2 separate regions of the Hordeum vulgare genome follow, and region 1 is linked to region 2. Evidence: chromatin contacts called from public HiChIP or PLAC-seq data. All regions are on one chromosome and are shown on one strand. Each heading gives the region's core, a stretch centred on a gene start, on an enhancer-like site or on the middle of the called end of the contact. The rest is flanking DNA. Distances are from core to core; before and after follow the strand shown.

Region 1 (2,700 bases), core at 82-2,581, 260 kb after region 2:
CGCCGGCGGCTCCATGCCACGGTTGGTCCACCTTCGTGCCCCGCGCTTCCTCGCGGCGTCCGAGCGGACGCGGCGCTCGCGCTCCAGGTCGCTTCTGCCGCCGGATTTGCTTTCGCCGCCGCGTTCGGAGCTCCACATGGCGGTTGGAGGCGAAATGTGGTTGCCGGTGGCGAGAAATGTGGAGAGGGAGGGTGGGGGATTGCGTGGCTCGGCGGCGGCGGGGGATAGGGTTTCAACCCGCAAACGCGCCGCGGAACCGTAGATATAGAGATCGGGGCGGGAGGTTTGCGGGCAGCGGCAAATATTTTTACGGGCCGGGCGAGTATGCGGGCTCTGTTCTGGTCGGAAAAATGGGCCGAACCCGCATACTCGTCGGAATTTTGCGGGTTCGAGGCTTTTGCGGGGTCTGCTAGAGATGCTCTTAGGAGCATCCAATTACCTACTATTCGATACTTTGCTCTTTTCATCGGTAGATGTTATGGTGACCCATCATACCACTACATGATGTAGTATTCATGTCGTTGATATAACACCCACAAGACAGAGTCTTATGAGCCTTATATCCCTTAGAGTGAACAACAGAAAATAACGGGTCCAAACCATAAGTAGATAAACAACCCAACTCATACATTACGAATTCATTCGAATAAGATCCAAAAAATTCAAACTACTGGTACTGACGATATGGTAATTCTAGCCTTGGCCACGACTACCGTGACTAGCTTACTTCTGTGATTAGCCTATGCCTAATGACCTGGCATTTCTTCATCCTGCATCAACAAGGTGTATAACAACATCGGTCTTTTCTATGTTTATTATTGGTGCTATATCCTAAAAATCTTCTTCACACAAAGACAAAAGAATTATCCTAACGGTTGCACCGCAATCACATAAACCATGATAACCATGGTACCAACAGTACTAATACGAAGCATTATGGAGTATCTATCAACTTGCATTGCACATACTAGTCATTTACTAGTCACACTAGAAGCATTGTTTAATTAAACACACAATTTCCTCTTCAGATTCGCCAGTATTCAATTCAGATTACCAGTAATTAATAAAGCTCCCGAATTTGGAAAAACAAAAACAAGAGGCAGCCTCAAACGCACCCCAGCCCGTTTCCGCGTAGAGCCGACGGAGCTCCACTCGCGAGCCGCCAGATCTGCAACCAAACCCGACCGACGCGCCGGAACGAACAAAACGTCCCACGCCCCACCGCTCGCACCGCACCTCTACCTCACTGGTGGGTGGTCCCGTCACTTGAAAAGCAGGGGCGCAACTGCAAGTGCGCAACGACTCCCCCTCCCCCTCCCCCGTTTGCGTTGCGCGTGTCAAATCCCATTCCCGTTCCCATTCCCGGAGCCCCCCTACACTCGCCCGGCGGATTCCAATTTCCAGGAGTCCGCCTCCAATTTCCTCGCAACAGCAGCTCCCCACCCCACCCCACCCCCCCCCGAGATCTCCCCGACCGGCCTCGAGATCCCTGCGCCCATGTCGTCGTCGGCCATGGACGCCATCGTCGAGCTCGTCGAGCTCTCCGAGTCCATGCGCCAGGCCGCCTCGCTCCTCGCCGACGACGACCCCTCCGACGACGCCGCCCCGCGCCGCCCCTCCACCTTCCTCAACGCCGTCGCGCTCGGCAACGTCGTAAGTGCCGCCGCCCCACAGCCCTCTCCCGCCCCGCCCGCGCCCTGATCTGACGCGATCCGGTTTTGTTCCCTTCCCTTCCCTTCCCTTCCCTTCCGTGCAGGGGTCCGGCAAGTCGGCCGTGCTCAACTCCCTCATCGGCCACCCCGTGCTGGTGAGTAGTGCCTCGTCCCTAGCTCTCGCTGTCCTCCGCCGCTTTAGGCCTTCGCTTGTGCTGACCAGTGGTGGCTGCTCTGCTGCAGCCGACGGGGGAGAACGGGGCCACGCGGGCGCCCATAGTTGTCGACCTGCAGAGGGATCCGGGCCTCAGCACCAAGTCAATCGTCCTGCAGATCGACAGCAAGTCGCAGCAGGTTTCTTCGAGTGAGTGAGATCTCCCCCTGGCCAGCCAGATCTGACAATGCACGCGGGTGGTCGGTCCGCTCAGTATGGTGACACTTTGTGCTTGTGTTGGCGTGCAGGTGCGCTCCGGCATTCACTGCAGGATAGGCTTAGCAAGGCCACCGGACCCGGGAGGAGCCGGACTGATGAGATTTACCTCAAGCTGCGGACAAGTACAGGTCTGTCGCTGGATCACACATGTTTACTCTAGTACTAGTAGTTTGGGCAATGTTGCTAATCTAGTAGCAAGCTGTATAGTCAGGCATTCCTGAGGGTATGGTATGTTCGAGCAAGTTTCCAAACTAGTTGTTTGGTATTGATAGCTTAAGTTTTATGTGCCATTTAAAGCTGAAATGGCAAGACCTTAAGATTGTGGAAGGCACCAATTACTCAAATCTAGCGTGCTCTGGTATAGTTATTACTACTTACTCAAAAGTGCGCTCTCTTATTTTTCCAACGATGCAATTAATCTGATTTGGAATACCAGCTCAATATAATTTAATCTGATTCGAAAATACCAACTCAATATCTGAGAGTTATGCTACATGCTAGACATTAATTCCCTGTCTTTCCTTTGCAAATGATTTCTCACCGTGTCTCTCTTTGTTTTTCCAGCTCCTCCACTAAAGTTGATTGATTTACCTGGCATAGACCAACGAGTTATCG
Region 2 (2,700 bases), core at 19-2,518:
AGTACAAAAGCAAGACCTCAGTGAGCTCCATGATGCCACAAGTTAGGAAGTGTATTGCAGTAGACAACACAAGAGATGTCCCCCGTGTAATGGCATGTATCTAACTAGCAGATTGGCCCGCACAATTGCATGGTTTACTGTGTTACAGTATCGGTACAAAACAATTGGTTTGCGAAAATTATATTTGCAAACAAAATACAGCTACAATATTTGATTATATGTTTAATTAGCATGATTTGTTTTATCTTGAGATATCTGTCGCGTTATGTGACTGAGCTTATTGAGTTCTAAGCAGTGCTACCACCTCTTTTTTTATTTCCCTTTTCTGATCACTGTGTTTCTAGGCCAGCCATGGAATCCAAGCTTTTAAAATTAGGTTCAACTAAGTTGGTTTAAATAAGCTGGCGGTGCTCCCCTCGGTTCACTATTATAAGATGTTCTAATTATTATTTTTCTAAATGGAATGTATGTAGGCACATTTTAGTGTGCTTGTTCAGTCATTTCAGTCCGTACATAGTCCATATTGAAATACGCAAAACATCAATGGAGGGAGTAGATGGACGGATTCGACAAAGTACTAGTTTGAAACTAGATACAAGTATAAGATACTGGCAGTGCTAGAGCAACAAATGCCAAAACATTTCAAGACTCCGAAATCGACAAGCTCTCACTGAAACCCATACAGCTTCAGTGAGTAGAACCAGAATTAGTTCATCGGCGCGAGTCAGGTACCTGAAACCTGTCGATGGGGAAGTCGTAGATCCCAGCGAGCTCATTGTAGTCGATGATATCGTCGCCGAACTCCCGCACCTCGGCGACGAGCTTGGCCACCTGCTGCGACTTGTACTGCTCCGACCGCTGCCTCCGCTCCGCGGTCTCCTGCCGCGAATCCTCCGCGGCCGCATCCCCCTCCTCGTCGTCCTCGCCGCCGCTCCCCTCCTCCAGCTCCTCGTCGCCCTCCCCGTCATCGTCCTCGTCATAGTCCACGTCGCGGATGTCTAGCTCGTATTCATCCTCCTCCTCCTCCTCGTCGGGCTCCTCGTCCTCGTCCTCGTCGGACACCGGCGCGGCGGCGCGGGAGGGGGAGCGCGCGGAGGGGCGGTGGAGCGGGGCGGCGTGGGCGTGGGCGTGGGCTTGGGATTGGGCTGGGCGGCAGGGCGGGAGGAGGGCCGGCGGTGGGGTCTGGGGTGGCGCGTGGCGGGGCGCGGTGGGGAGCGGGAGGAGGAGCAGGAAGTGGGGGGCGAGGCAGTGCATGGCGGGAGGGTGTGGTGAAGGTGAACTGGTCATTCGGCCGGAAGAGGCGGGGGAAGACGAGATAATGCTAGGATTTTAATCTTCGCTCTTCCACATGCTAACCGGAAATACGCCAACGACCTGGGTTTACGCCAGCCTCAAGTTTTTTTTTTCAGGGAATGCCTTCATGGCGGTTAAATCAGTAGGCTTTGGCTTCCAAACAACGAAAAAGGGTTTACCCCGCTTTATTATATTTATATATTATAATTAAGCATCGGTCAAAGCATACAAGATATCACAAGGTTTAACGCACCCACGCAAACGCCAACTGGAACACAACCATGATGAAAGTACAAACGAAAATATGAAGTCTTGCCGGGGGAGCAGCACAATAATTCCCAAGGAAGAGTCAATGACAGCTAGGCTAATCTGGGTCTGGAGGAGAACGAAGCAGCGATGTTGAGGCGGAAGCCATGCGGGCGGCAACGCCCCTCGATGCAGCGCCAACCGTGTCGATGGAGTGTTGGTCGTTGCGCCGACTAAGCGGCCACCATAGCCGTAGAAAGCCACACAATTTGAAAATTGCATCAGTCGCGCGGATAGGAATTACATGCTCTATCACAAGCTTATTACGAATATTCCATAGAGTTTAGAGGAGGGCACCGATGGTAACCGAGAGGGTCGGTCTCACAGCGGCGCTGTGAGACCGAAGAAGCACCTCGACAAACATGTCGGGCAGGTTGTCGTGACACCAACTGCCCCCAACCACCTCCCGTACACAGCTCCACATGAACCTACCGGTCGGGCAAGTGAAGAAGATATGGTTGCAATCCTCTGAGACCCTACACAAAGGACACAACCCATCGGATGGTCCGTTCCTTTTCAACACCTCCGTCCCGGATGGGACCCGGCCGCGCAGCAGCTGCCATAGGAATATACGGATCTTGAGAGGGAACTTGAATTCCCACAAGATGTTTGATACGTCTCCGTCGTATCTATAATTTGTGATTGTTTCATGTCAATATTCTACAACTTTCATATACTTTTGGCAACTTTTTATACTATTTTTTAGACTAACATATTGATCCAGTGCCTAGTGCTAGTTCCTGTTTGTTGCATGTTTTTTTGTTTCGTAGATTATCCATACCAAACGAAGTCCAAACGCAATAAAAAACCTACAGGGATTTTTTTTTTGAAATATTTATGATTTTTGGAAAGAAGAATCTACGAGAAACGATGCCCGAGGTGGTCACAAGCCCAGGAGGCGCCCCCCTAGGGCGCGGCAGGCAGGCTTGTGACCAATCCCTAAGGCTGTTGGGCCCTTCTTTCGCCGCAAGAAAGATAATATCCGGAAGAAAATTGTGTTAAAATTTCAGCCCAGTCGGAGTTACGGATCTCCGGGAATTTAAGAAACGGCGAAAGTCAGAATCTGGGAGCGCACAAACAGAAGGACACAAAGAGAGAGAT

What was found. HiChIP or PLAC-seq counts read pairs in DNA pulled down with a chosen protein or histone mark.
Region 1: an H3K4me3 HiChIP or PLAC-seq map of embryo shows a contact between it and region 2, with 9 times the contacts expected there. The contact joins the promoter of LOC123404568 here to the promoter of LOC123400978 in region 2. A contact is called at or near these places in 1 of 6 Hi-C or Micro-C datasets (seedling) and 1 of 1 datasets of contacts at active chromatin or transcription factors (embryo).

What each region holds. Positions count from the first base shown.
Region 1 is chr6H:511,219,674-511,222,373 of MorexV3_pseudomolecules_assembly, forward strand. It overlaps LOC123404568 (dynamin-2A-like), which reads left to right and starts at 1,332. Exons shown (of 22, transcript XM_045098506.1): 1 at 1,332-1,653; 2 at 1,757-1,807; 3 at 1,896-2,016; 4 at 2,115-2,213; 5 at 2,650-2,700. The coding sequence starts at 1,498.
Region 2 is chr6H:510,964,275-510,966,974 of MorexV3_pseudomolecules_assembly, forward strand. It overlaps LOC123400978 (DExH-box ATP-dependent RNA helicase DExH15 chloroplastic), which reads right to left and starts at 1,269. Exons shown (of 16, transcript XM_045094693.1): 1 at 733-1,269. The coding sequence starts at 1,254.